Linked DNA regions of Mus musculus: regions 1, 2 and 3 are each linked to region 4. The links are chromatin contacts, called in public promoter capture Hi-C maps. All regions are on one chromosome and are shown on one strand. The core of a region is the stretch at or near the end of the contact, and the rest is flanking DNA. Distances in the headings are between cores, read along the strand shown. Region 1 holds the start of Cbr3 (carbonyl reductase 3). Region 2 holds the start of 2410003I16Rik (a long non-coding RNA gene). Region 3 holds the start of Dyrk1a (dual-specificity tyrosine-(Y)-phosphorylation regulated kinase 1a). Region 4 holds the start of Dnajc28 (DnaJ heat shock protein family (Hsp40) member C28).

What was found. Promoter capture Hi-C pulls out the DNA fragments that hold promoters and counts their contacts.
Region 1: a contact with region 4 is called in a promoter capture Hi-C map of pre-B cells, with 2.2 times the contacts expected there. The contact joins the promoter of Cbr3 here to the promoter of Dnajc28 in region 4. A contact is called at or near these places in 1 of 39 promoter capture datasets (pre-B cells), 1 of 115 datasets of contacts at active chromatin or transcription factors (embryonic stem cells) and 1 of 9 other capture datasets (liver).
Region 2: a contact with region 4 is called in a promoter capture Hi-C map of hippocampal neurons, with 2.6 times the contacts expected there. The contact joins the promoter of 2410003I16Rik here to the promoter of Dnajc28 in region 4. A contact is called at or near these places in 2 of 39 promoter capture datasets (embryonic stem cells and hippocampal neurons).
Region 3: a promoter capture Hi-C map of neutrophils shows a contact between it and region 4, with 4 times the contacts expected there. The contact joins the promoter of Dyrk1a here to the promoter of Dnajc28 in region 4. A contact is called at or near these places in 2 of 39 promoter capture datasets (neutrophils and pre-B cells) and 1 of 9 other capture datasets (liver).

The regions. Positions count from the first base shown.
Region 1 is chr16:93,681,957-93,684,992 of GRCm38.p6, reverse strand. It overlaps Cbr3 (carbonyl reductase 3), which reads right to left and starts at 1,774. Exons shown (of 3, transcript NM_173047.3): 1 at 1,380-1,774. The coding sequence starts at 1,668.
Region 2 is chr16:94,009,357-94,012,388 of GRCm38.p6, reverse strand. 2410003I16Rik (a long non-coding RNA gene) reads right to left here and starts at 1,734. Exons shown (of 4, transcript XR_003951876.1): 1 at 1,278-1,734; 2 at 879-956; 3 at 1-534.
Region 3 is chr16:94,568,391-94,571,485 of GRCm38.p6, reverse strand. It overlaps Dyrk1a (dual-specificity tyrosine-(Y)-phosphorylation regulated kinase 1a), which reads right to left and starts at 1,280. Exons shown (of 12, transcript NM_007890.2): 1 at 952-1,280.
Region 4 is chr16:91,617,631-91,620,840 of GRCm38.p6, reverse strand. Dnajc28 (DnaJ heat shock protein family (Hsp40) member C28) reads left to right here and starts at 1,842. Exons shown (of 2, transcript NM_138664.2): 1 at 1,842-2,083.

The DNA of each region.
Region 1 (3,036 bases), core at 525-3,024, 2.1 Mb before region 4:
AGAAAAGAAAAGAAAAGAAAAGAAAAAAGAATTACATTTTCCTCTGAAACTCGTGTGGCCAAGTTGGATCTCATCACATAACAGCTAAAGGGAAAGTGTACTAACTTTAGGACAGTCTTGCTGAGTGTGGTGATACACACATCTGTAAAGTACACACACACACACCTTTAAACTAGAACTTGATCATTCTAAAGGTCTTAAGAGCATAAGGAAAGAACTTTCTGGTCCACACCTCAAGTTTCTCATCAGCCACGCTCATGTCGCGTCTCAAGAACACTCAGTTTTGATCTTCCTGTCTCAAGCTTGAATAGGGTTCCTGGAGGTTGGGAAAAGATGCTCTGGTGAGGCTGGTGTAAGACCTCAGCTTGTGTGGTGGGGCAGCTGCTGCTCAGATTTGCATACACATGGCCCACATTTAAGTATGAACCTCCAGGGCCATAATTCACCAAACCTTCCATCCGACAACGCTGAGAGTGGCTGAGGTGGTGAGCTCGCCCCTCCCCTTCCCCAAAGCCCACATGCCAGAGTTTGGAAGTGCGGGTACAAGGGTGTCTTGGCTCTCACGCAAGGCGCCTATGGGTGTCCAGGGCCAACTGGAGAGTTTTCGGCTGCACAATAGTCTCCCTCCCTCGTTAGTCTCCGGCTCTCTCAGCATTTTCAGTGAAGCTGGAATGTTTGTTTCAGTTCCAGCACATGGCAACTGGATAATTTTGCTAATTGGACATTTGTTAGAGTAAGCGATCTTGTTTTGTTTTTTTGGGTTTTTTTTCCCCTAAAGGAAGATGATTTCCAAACCGCACTTGCAAGTTTAATAACAAACCTAGTTCCCCGAGGAGGAGGGAAGCAGAGCTCGCTTCCTTTTTGCCAGAGCCTCTCAAAACGCTCCATTAAAGCGGGTAGGAAACCCACTATCGTGCCAGGGCGCTAATTGTGTCCGGGCGACCCATTTCCTGTCCTCAGCAGATATCTACTGGCATCTATGAATTCGCCCTTGTTTCACGCGAAGCGAAAGCTCCAACCCTATTTTTTTGGAAGACCCTTCTCTGAGAAAAGCCTTCGTGCGTGGGACAGAAAGCTGATGAGCTTGACAAGGCGTGGTCCCCTCCCAAGAGACCGGTTTTCTTCCAAACAGGCGCAGCTGAAAGTTCCAAGGAGGGCCTCCGGCGGAGCACAGGCCCGCACAGGCCGCCGGCCGGGTCGGGCATGGAGTGGGGTGCCTGGGCGGGCCCGCACCCGAGTCACCGCACGGGGGAACTCGCCACGCAGAGCGCGAGCCGGGTGCACCCAGGCGGGATGGCGCAGCCTCCGGATCCCAGAGGCTCACTGCCCAGCACCCTCGGAAAACCCCGGGACACCTCCTCCTGGAGCCCCACACCTACTTCTAAAGGCGATGCCCGCGTTGTTGACCAGCACGTTAAGTCCCCCGTACTCCTTGCGCAGAAAGTCGCGCAGCGCACGGATGCTCTGCGGGTCGTCGATGTCCAGCTGGTGGAAGCGTGGGCTCAGGCCCTCCGCCTGCAGCTGCTGCACCGCCGCGCGGCCCCGCGCCTCGTCCCGCGCCGTGAGCACCACGTCCCCGGAGAATTTCCGACACAGGTCACGCGTGATCGCAAAGCCGATGCCTTTGTTAGCCCCAGTTACCAGGGCCACGCGGCTGCAGGACGACATGTCAGAGGGACACACGGACCACCTGATGGCCGGGCCGGCTGGGCAGCGGGTCACGCGTGGTCAAAACCGTGGCGTAGGACTAGATTCTGGGACCCGGCGCTGCGACTGCTAGAGAGCAAGGCCTTGAGAAGCCTGTCCCTCCCCTCTGAGGAGGAGCCGTCTGTTCCCGAAGGGTCCGCCTCCTCCCGCTCGCCTGCCCGCCCGCCCGCCGGCCAGTGTAGAGATCCTGGTTCCGAGCTAAGCAGTGGTCAGGGACAAGCGCTGCTCCCAAAGGAAGGGGTCAGCAGGACTCGTGGCAGTCGGATTGAAACAACTATTTTGGGGAAACTTCAAAAGGAGGAAAACAAATGCTCCGTAATTTTCTTGGGCGAGAACCCGTCGTTCTCTGCAGAATGCAAATGTTTGCTTCTGCGGAACTCGCTCTGAGATTACTTAACACACCCCGCGGTTTGCTCAGGGACTTCAGGGAACAGTGCCTGGGAGTAGACTGAACAGGTGTGGGCGAGCCCTCGCGGCTGGAGGTCTCGGTGCGCCCCCACGTGGGAGAGAAGGCTCATGTTTATCGAACTGTTTTGAGTAGTACGGGAGTCCTCAGTGCCGGTCTTTGGTTTATTCCAAGTGTACTGGGTATGCAGATAGATCTGCATTGGTCTCAGTCTATGCGAGTCATCTCCCAAGGAGATGCTGAACCTACGAACAAAATTCCAGGCGTGTCTAAGTGTGGGCACGCAATCAGACCTCCTCCCTTCTTGGGTGGAATCGAGTCTGTGCTGATCCTACTTGGCTAGGGATTGTGAGGTTGAAGGACAATTAAGTCCTCACTCACAGTGATTCAGCGTTTCCCGAGCTGATCCGGCCAAACTGCCTTAGCCTCTTATTACGGACTCCACCTTCTGTTTCAAATGAGGTGAGGAAGGTGAGCTCTGTGGGGGCCTAGCCTGCCTGTGATGTTAACTTGAGAGGATCTAGGAGACAGACCTCTCTCTCAGCCTGTCTCTGAGGGAGTTTCTCAGTTAGGCTGACTGGGGTAGGAGGCCCACCCTAAGCTCAGTACCGTTCCAGGGACTGGGATGCTGGACTGAATGAAACGGAGAAAGTGAGCTGGGCCAAGGCTGTGGAGCTGGCTCCGTGGGTGAAGGTTATGAGGACTAGAGTTCAAATCCCCGCTCCACACAACGTGGGGCAGTGTGGCTGCTGTGTGACCCCAGAAGCAGGATTTCCGGAGGCGAGCTGATTAGCCAAGTCTGCAAGGTCTGGTTCAAGTGAGAGACCCTGCCTCAAAGAATCAGGAAGAGATGAATAGCAGAAGACATTTGTCAACCTCTGACCTCTGCATACACGGGAACCCCGCCCCCTTCCTCCCAACCC
Region 2 (3,032 bases), core at 485-2,984, 2.4 Mb before region 4:
AATATCTGAAATGTAAATAAAGAAAATGTCCAATTAAAAAAGAAAAAGAAAAAAAAAAAGACATAAAGTCCACTGGCTTACTCTGACGACCAGGCTGCCCACCCCAAGGTCACTCAGAACTCAAGGCCATTCTCCTTGTAAGTGGGTTTGCATCATCTCTCCCTTAGCCCAGTCTCCCCAGGTCTAACCTCAAGCAGTTAAGCACATGGGCTGAGAGTCTGTCATTTCAATCACCCACTCACTGTAAGAAAGCCAAGGTGATACGCAAGGCTTTGTGGTCCTTGGCTTGCGGTTGGAGGATGCTCCAGCATCTTTACACTGCTGCAGAGCTGACAGCTCACACGGGATTCCAGGAAGCCGTTCGGCTGTCTTTTTGAGAACTGTGGAGTCCTGAGGTTTGGAGGCTCCAAAGCAGGTCTTGTTGCTCTGGGACCAAATTTAAACTCCAACAGAATGGAATGTCCTATCTCTAGAGACTTCCTTTCTTGGAGATTTAAGGTCCCTTCCTAACAGATGGTCTGTTGAGGGCAGAACCTGGGTCAAAGACAAAGTGGTGAATGTCGGATTAGCAATAAGAAACCTCACAAAACACACTAGGATGCCTTGAAACGCATAGGTAGGGAAGGGGGAGGCGAGCAGAAACTGAGGACCACATTTGACTTTGGGTGTAATTTCTGCACCCCCCGCCCCGACATCACCCCCCCCCTCATGTCCCTCCCCCACGATCCAGCCTGGTTTTTACTTCACTCTCCTGCTGCCTCTGTGACTTCAGTGACTGCTTTCCCCATCTGTTCCTCATCCTGTCTCCTGCCCCCTCTAGCCCCCCCTTGTCCCCTACCCCCCCTACCCCCGCGCAGAAATGGAGCCTTTCTCCCAACCTGTTTCTTTCTGCTGCTGACCCATTGCCACGGCAACTCTGCAGCGCAGCAACATACTTCCTCTTCCAGTTCTTGGCACTTCAGAGTAAAAGACAAAAAAAAAAAAAAAAAAAAGTCTGCTGCAGTGGTGCAAATCTCCCCCTTCTTCAGTGTGTTCACTCAGAAAGCACAGCTCAGCCCCTGTTTCTCGCTCCTAATCTCTGCTTCTCCTTCTGAGATTTATAGCTCAGATATATGTCTGCCCCTTCTTCAAGCTAGCTACAGGCTGGTGTCTTCATCCATCACCCTGCCTGCTATCCATCTCACACCGTGGTCAGTCCTCGAGGGCCTGCTGCACCGGCTCACCCTCTTCCCGTTTGCCTGGTGCGTTCCTTTTTCCTTTCTTCTTCTCCTCCTCACCTTAGTTCTCTTCCTCCTCCTTTTTCGTCTTCTTGCTCGTTTGTTTGTTTTTGAGACGGGGTCTTACTGCGTAGTTCTAACTAGCCTGAAACTCCGAGATCTGCCGGTCTCTCCATCCTGAGTGCTGGGATTTAAGGTTTGTGCCACCAGGGCCAGCCTCCTTGCATTTTTCTAATGGAAATTTTACACCTCCCCAGAGGACAGCAGTGTCAGGCACCTGCCTGGCCACCTAACATGGGTGAGGTGGGGTGGGGAAGAGTCCTTGTCTTTTCAGCAGCATCAGGCACCTGCCTGGCCACCTAGCCTGGGCCTCCTTGTCATCTCAGCAGCATCAGGCACCTGCCTGGCCACCTAGCCTGGGCCTCCTTGTCTTCTCAGCTGTTTGCCGTTGCACATAGTTCCCAGAGGGTGTTGGGAGGAACAACAGTCCCAAAGAATGGTCTACCAAATGAAGCACCATTCAGTAAAGAAATTGTTTCCTTAAACACACGGTCCCTAAAGACAAACAAGCATAGAGCTCGTTATTGGGGTCACATGGGCAAACATGCCTTGGGGACAGTTCATTCTGTGTGTCAACTTGGTTGGGCATGATCCAGATATGAGTCCAAAAGTTATCCTGGATGTTTCTGTGAGAATGTTTGTTTCTGTCTCAGGGCAGGCAGAAACCTGGAGGCAGGGGTTAATGCAGAGGCCGTGGAAGGGTGCTGCTTACTGGCTTGCTCGCCATGGTTTGCTCAGCCTGCTTTCTTATAGAACCAGGACCATCAGCCCAGAGATGGCCCCGCCCACAATGGGCTGGGCCCTCCCCCATCAATCACTAATCAAGATATCCCCTGTAGCTGAATCTTACCGAGGCACTTTCTTAATCAAGGCTCCCTCCTTTCAGGTGACTCTAGCTTGTGTTGAGTTGACATAAAAACTAGCCAGCACAGTTAAATCGATACAGTAGACAGCAGAGGGCATTATGCCCATGATGTAGGTGGCCTCATTTCGTTAGCTGGAGACCTAAATAGACAGGAAAAAAAAAAAAAACCCACTGCCAAGGGGGTACTCTGTTTAGGGAATGGTCTTGAAGTCGAACCACACTATTGACTCTCTGAGGGACTTTAATTAGTATATGTGCATGTATGAGTTAGTCTGTGCTCCTCAGCTAGCCTGTGCACCTGTGCGCTGTCTGTGGAGATCAATATCAAGTGTCCCCCTCAGTTGCTAGCCACCTTACTTTTTGAGAGAGGGTCTCTCACTGAGCCAGCTTGGCTGCCGGTTGGTCGAGCTCCGGAATTTGTCTCCCTGCACCCACCCACCCGGGGGTGACAGGCATGCATAGCCATGCTCAGCTTTTTCTTTATGCTTGCACGACAGTTTACCCACGAAGCACTCTCCAGGTCCTTGTCTGTCAGTATTTCTAAGCTCACTTTAAAGATCAAAACAGGCACAAGACACATATGCAAGGTCATTCATAATGGGGAACAGAGCTGGGACCCAGCTGGCCCGTGTGCCTGCAGGCTGCTTAGCTTCACAATCTGCCTGCCTTTCCCTGGTGCCAGGGTGGAGTCTCTTATACCAAAGTGTCTTGTGCATGTGGTATTGATAAGCTTGGGTAGTAGGTAGACCGAGTGGCTGAAGAAACGGGAAGCAGTGTGCATGCCCAGCCTTAAGCAAGTGTGGACTAATGTGAGTCTTGTCTTCTGCTGGACAAGACCTATCTAGACCCCAGGCTTCAGTGGAGATGAACACACCATGGAGGTGACCTGG
Region 3 (3,095 bases), core at 31-2,530, 3.0 Mb before region 4:
TGTAAAATGGGCAGCATTTCCAACTGGGAGGTTATTCGAGGTAATATATAAAAGGCCTTGCACTAATCTATGAGTGTGCAAACAGTTACAAGGAATATTTTCTTGGGATTTGGCAGAACTCAAGAAGCAAACGATGCTGCACCTCGACGACAGGAGTCACATAATCTAGGGCTGGGCAAAGACAAGACAAGTCATTGGAGTCACTGACTCACGAATTTTGCCATTTTTAACTATTTCGGGGTAGGGAGGGGCCTCTAGCTTAGTGCTGATATTCAGCAGCTCTGGGGCCTCTGGAGCCTGAGTGGGTCTGAGCCTATAAATAGATGTTGAAGTTTTGAGGCGATACACAGGTCTCCATTCTAATTCCAGTCTCCTCCCGCTGCTATGCAGGTCACCCCGGCCCCTCCGGTGCCCTGGGTGGCCCGCGCTCGCGGCCCGACTTCCGAGCACACCAGGTCCCCAGGCCCGAGCGCGGGCCCACTGGGCCTCGCAGGCAGCAGGCTGCCGACCTTCGCCGGCCCGGCCCGGCCGGGCCTTGCGTCCTCGCCTCCCGGCCGCCAGCCCCATTTTCTGATCCCGTGCATTGTCCTTGCCCAGAACCCCGGCGCTCCGCACGCCGGTGGGGACCGAGAGGAGGGACGAGGGAGGAGCTGGGGGCAGAGGATGAGGAGGAAGAGGAGGAGGAGGAGGAGAACAGCCTCCTCCCCTGCGCCCGGGCAGCCAGTGGAGGTCTGGCGCCGGCCCGGCCCGAGGCAGCGGGTCCCACCCGCCGCAACTTTCCTCGGGGACGAGGCCTTCTTCCCCGGGCCCCGGGCCGCCCGCCCGCCCGCCCGCTCGCTCCTAAGATGGCAGGTCCCTCCCTCCCTCCGCTTGAGGCCTGGCGAGCCCGGCTCGCAGGCCCCGAGAAGCCGCGCGCTGGGCCGCGCCGCGCCGGGCGGGGCGGACACTCACCGGGACGATGGCGGGGCGCTCGCGCCGCTCCCTCCGGTGAGTCTCAGCCTCGAGCTCCCGCGCCGCGCTCCCGCCGCGGCCTCCGCAGCCAGCGCCGCCCCGGCCGCCTCTCTCCGCCCCCGGCGTCCCGGCTCCGCGCCGCAGCCGCGCTGGCTCAGGGTCCGTCGGGCTGGCGGGGCCGGCGGCGCCCGCGGCCGGGGAGGCAGGCGACAGCCCCTCCCCGGCAAATACCGCAGTCCCCGGGCCCCCGAGTGTCGGCGGCGGGGCCCGGCCCGGCCCGGTGCGGAGGGCGGCGGCGGCGGCGAGGCCGGGCGCCGAGTGGCGGCCGCTGCCGGCCGCTTCTTCCCGACGAGGATTTTTGTAAATCTCACAAAATGGCGCGCGCTCCGAAGCTGCGCAGCGAGCAGCGCCGGGGCCCGAGCGGCGGCGGCGGCGGCGGCGGCTCCGCCAGGAGAGCCCGGACCGCCCGCCCCCGATCCCGCACAGACACTCGCGCACACTCACCGCGCGCACACTCGCCCTCGCACACGCTCCCTCACACTCACACCGGTCCCGCCCGCTCGCCGGCGGCGGCGGCGGCGGCAGCGGCAGCGGCACCAACAGCAGCAGCAGGAACAGCAGCACAAGCGGCGGCGGCGGTGGCGCCCGCACCCCCGCTCGGGGAGTCCGCTTTCTCAGCCCGACCTGGGCCGCGATCGGCAGCAGCGACGGCAGCAGTCTCCCCGGATCCCCCCGCCGCGGTTGCCGCCGCCACCCCCGCCTCACTCCAATGGGGCTTTTTATTATTATTCGGGCGGGAAGCGAAAGGGTTTAAAAAAAAACCAACCAACAAAATGGCGACGGACCGACCCGGTCGCTATAGCAACTGTCAATCAAAACGCAAAACCCCGGCTGACGTGCTGACGTCCTCCGCCCGCCCCTCCCGGCCCCAAGCCGGCGGGCGGGGCCTGTTGCTCGGGTAACGGCAGATTCCGTTCCCTCCTTCCCCTCTCTCCTCCGTCCCCCAGCCAACCACCCAACCCCCCTCAGGTCACGTGAAGGATAAATTCGGAGCTCGGGCCCGCTATGAGTGTCAGAGGAGGGCGCGTGATTCGCTCGGGGGAGGGGAGTGGAGGGAAGGGAAGGGAAGGGACGGGGGCGAGGCGGTGGCCTGCCGGTGCGCGAGCGAGCGAGCGAGCGCCTGCCGCCTCGCGGCCGCCTCGCCCCGCCCCCGCGCTCGCTCCCACGCCGACTGCGGCCGGGCCAGCGCGCGCCCCCGTGGCGCAGCGCGCTCCCGCGCCGCGAGCCCGCAGCCCCGCCCGCGCGGCCCGGGAAGGAAGGGAAGCGGAGGGCAAGCCGCCCACCTCGCGGCCCTGGGAGGCCGCCGTCGCGAGCCCCTATCCCGACCGGGCCCGCGCAGGCCTGGACGATCGCTGGCGTCCGGCTCACCTCCGGAATTACGCCCGCGGCTGCAGGCGCGCGGCCGCCACCTTACTCGGACCGTGCCCGCGCGCGGGCCGCGCAGAAACTTTCCAGGCTGGGCACGCTCCCGGGCGCCGGTTCCCCGGCTTCTCCATCGGAATGCCCAGCCAGCGCCAACCCCAGGGCTTTCGGAGGGGGTTGGGGGGGGGGGTTGTTTTTTGTTTTTTTTTTTATTGTTACCTGTCCTAAGTCACCTCGGTTTCCCGATTCTTAAATTTGCCCACTTGGCCTTAACCGTCGAATCTTCACCGGAATTCTGCCTTTCGGTTTTTTTGTTTTGTTTTTTATTCTACTGTCTTCCGCCTGGCTAAATACTGCTGGGTGTCCTCTCGGGCCATTGACACTGAAGTCCCCTGTGCTGGCTACTTTGTAATTAGGAGACAGCTACTGGCTAAAATTGTATTTTGTACCTATTCTAAAATAATGGCGTTAGCTAGTAGCTTAAAAGGATATACATAAAGATATTTTCGTGTGTAAGTATATACACTGTTGCACACCAAAAGTAACTGGATTTATTTCTACACATGGTTTTTACCATAGTGGTGTTGACGTTTTGCTTAAGCTCTTTGCAACAGATGCAGTCTTATAAACAAATGTAAAAACACCAGTCAATACTGGTCTCTGTGCAGTATGATCCTAGGAAACACTTGGCTTCGGTGATTTCCAACAAACCTCCTATAGTT
Region 4 (3,210 bases), core at 593-3,092:
AGCTACTAGAAGTCTCGGTGACCCCATGACCTGGAGATTAGAATGTTCAGTTTGACCTCGGTACTCAAGATTAACAACAGAGGACATTAATGCTCTAGCTCTTTATTTCAAGCTAATCTTCCACCCGTTTTTTAAGTACCAGCCTTGCCCTACAGTAGCTGATACCAGGTCTCCAGAGGAGAATCCATGTGTCTGGTTGCCTGAAATCAAAATACGCCTTAAAATAGCAGAGGTGATAATAGAAGGCGGAGGAGTCGGCAGGGCATGCTGCCACACCCCTTCCCAGGGGAAGAGGAAACCATGTCTCCGTTCTCCCTGGGTCCCAAACCCAGGGCCATTCTGCCAAAGCTCACTCTGGGCAGACATCACTAGGCTTCCTTACAGAGCTTAGCCAGCCTCCTGAATTGCCTTCCCTGGCCTATATACCCAAGCCCCTCCGCCAGCCACTGGCAGTTAAGGCAGATTTGCATACAACAGGTGGGAGCAGTGGACCCAGATGAAGGTTGTGCTGAGTCAGCAAGCCCGGGCGATGGGCTAACACTTTTCAGGCAGCACAGCCAAACTCCCACAATGCTTGGCTCTCATGATGGTCACAACAGAATACTATTTAGACACATTGAGTGTGAGCGGCTACTATATACACATTAGTTATTCAAGATTGAGATAGCCCAACCTGTAAAGACTCTACCTTCATTCAAGCTTGACCACCAGGATCCACACGACAGAAGCAGACAACCAACTCCACCAGTAGAGACCACAGCATACAAAACACGAAACTACACATACAAAACATAACCGGTGTAATAAGATTTTCAAAGCCAGATGTGGCACGCACCTTTCATCTCAGCGCTTGGGAGGCAGAGGCAAGTGGGTTCAAGGCCAGCCTGGTCTACAGAGTTTCAGACTAGACTGGCCTCAAACTCACAGAGATCCACCTGACTCTGCCTTTATATGCTGGGATTAAAAGTGTGCCGCTAATTTTTTTAAAACTGTATCTTTAGGATGGAGTGCGGTGACATGTCTTTAACCATTCAAGAGACAAGAGGCAGGGAATCCCAGCACTTGGGAGGCAGAAGCAGGTGGATTTCTGAGTTCAAGGCCAGCCTGGTCTACAGAGTGAGTTCCAGGACAGCCAGGGCTACACAGAGAAACCCTGTCTCAAAAAAACCAAATAATAATAATTAATAAAAATAAAATAATAAAGAATAAAATAAAACCAAAGACACATTTTTCCCTTCTTTTCCAACCCCTGGCTATGTGCGGTGCTCAATGGGGTGAGGTATCGTACAATACGCAGAGCCCTGACAGAACTTGCCTTGCATGCATAAGCCCTTGGTTTTATATCCCCAACATTCCATAAACAAGTAGCAATTTTACTGTGTAATCCCAGCACCTGGAAAACGGAAGCATGGAGGATGTGCAACCCAAAATCCCTCTTTACTACATAGCGAGTGTGAGGCCAGCCTGGGCTAAGGGAGACAGTGTCAAAAAACAAGAGCCATCCACCCAAACAAACTTGGCTGGGCCAGGCAGTGGTGGCGCACACCTTTAATCCAAACTTGGTTGAAGGAAAGACCATCTTTCTAGGCTTAAAGAAGCCTACTGACGGTGCAGGTGTCCCATAGAGGCAAACGGCCTAATCTTCCTCCATTTAAAACAATTTACTGAGGTCAGTGCTCTTCAAATTACATACACGTTGGGGTCACAAATCTATCACAAGCCATAACTCCTCTCCAGGCCCTAATGCCTCTACTCTGCACCTGCCGGAGAACTACATTTCCCACAATCCAAATCGGCCGAACCCTGCCCTCGAAAGCGGGTAGAGGCGGGGCCTATCGCCCCCGGCACAACAACAAGCGTCCAGGGGAGTCTGTCCTCTGTTCCGTGGGGGATGGTTTTATAAGAAAGAGATCGCTGTCCCTGGTGAGGGAAACTACCTGTCGTAGTAAGGTATGAAGAAAGGCTCTGCAGTGTAGCGCGGCAGAGGGTCCAGTAGCCGAGACAGGGACGGAGCGGGCCACGCGTGCTGCGCAAAGGCGCAGCTTGAGCTTCGAGCCGCTGAACCCCCATCACGTCTGTGAAGGTGAGTAGGGGGTGCAGCGGACCGACACTCTTCTGAGGCACCCCTCACCACGGTGAGCATAACCACCGGCATCCCAGACAACTCTAAAATCCACTGACCCCTATATTGTGACATCGGGCTACCATGACTTCTAAAACGCACCTTACATTCAAAGGATCAGTAATCCTCCAGTAAGTACTCCGTTGCCTTTCGTCAGTGTTCAGTATCTTTTTCCACAGGACCATGCGTTTTTAAATACAGCAAAAGCTCTCTCACCCTTTATCGCCCTTCCTTGCCCTGGCACCTAGCAAATAGCGAGGTGCAGACCTTAAAGTCGCTTGCATTCTTGATTCTCAGTCCCATCTGGTGTCCCACTGAGTACCGGTCTGTATGTTCCCTGTTTGATATGCAGCAAGTTAGATACTTGGAAATGGTGACGACCATTCTACACTGTATGCAAAACAAAACAACAACACAAATTGTGCTCAGGGAAATGTGTAATTTGCTGAGTATAGCTAAGCCAAGTGTGGGGCTTGGATGCTCTCCTTTAGTCCCAGCACTCAGGAGACAGAGGCAGGCTGACCTCTGTGAGTTCAAGTCCAGCCTGGTCTACATAATGAGTCCCAGGACAGCCAGGGCTATGTAGAGAGACCCTATCTCAAAAACAAACAAGCAAAAAGCAGTTAAGCTTTACTGTGCCCCAAACCTAACCATTTGCAGTACCTGGTAATGTAAGTTCTTTGGTTAACCTTAAGAGTTGCTTAACCTTCTGGACCCGTTTTCTTATAAAATGAGAAAATTAGGTTAGATGAGTTTTAACAACTTTCTAGATCTAAAATTCTGTGCATTGGATCCGGGCGGAGGTATGCATGTCTTTAATCCCAGAACATGGAAGGCAGGGGCAGGTGGATCTCTCTATGTTTGAAGCCAGCCTGGTCTCCAAAGTGAGTCCAGAACAACCAGAGCTACACAGAGAGAAACCCTGTCTTCAAGCAGTAGACTTCAGTTCCTGTCACACTATGTGATAGCCAAACATCACTGTCATTTTCTAGCTGCACCAAGAAAAGTCATAGATACTTATATATTCTTGTTTAGCAACATTGTTACAAAGAACTGACTTTCTTTTTTATATACATATGGTGTTTTGC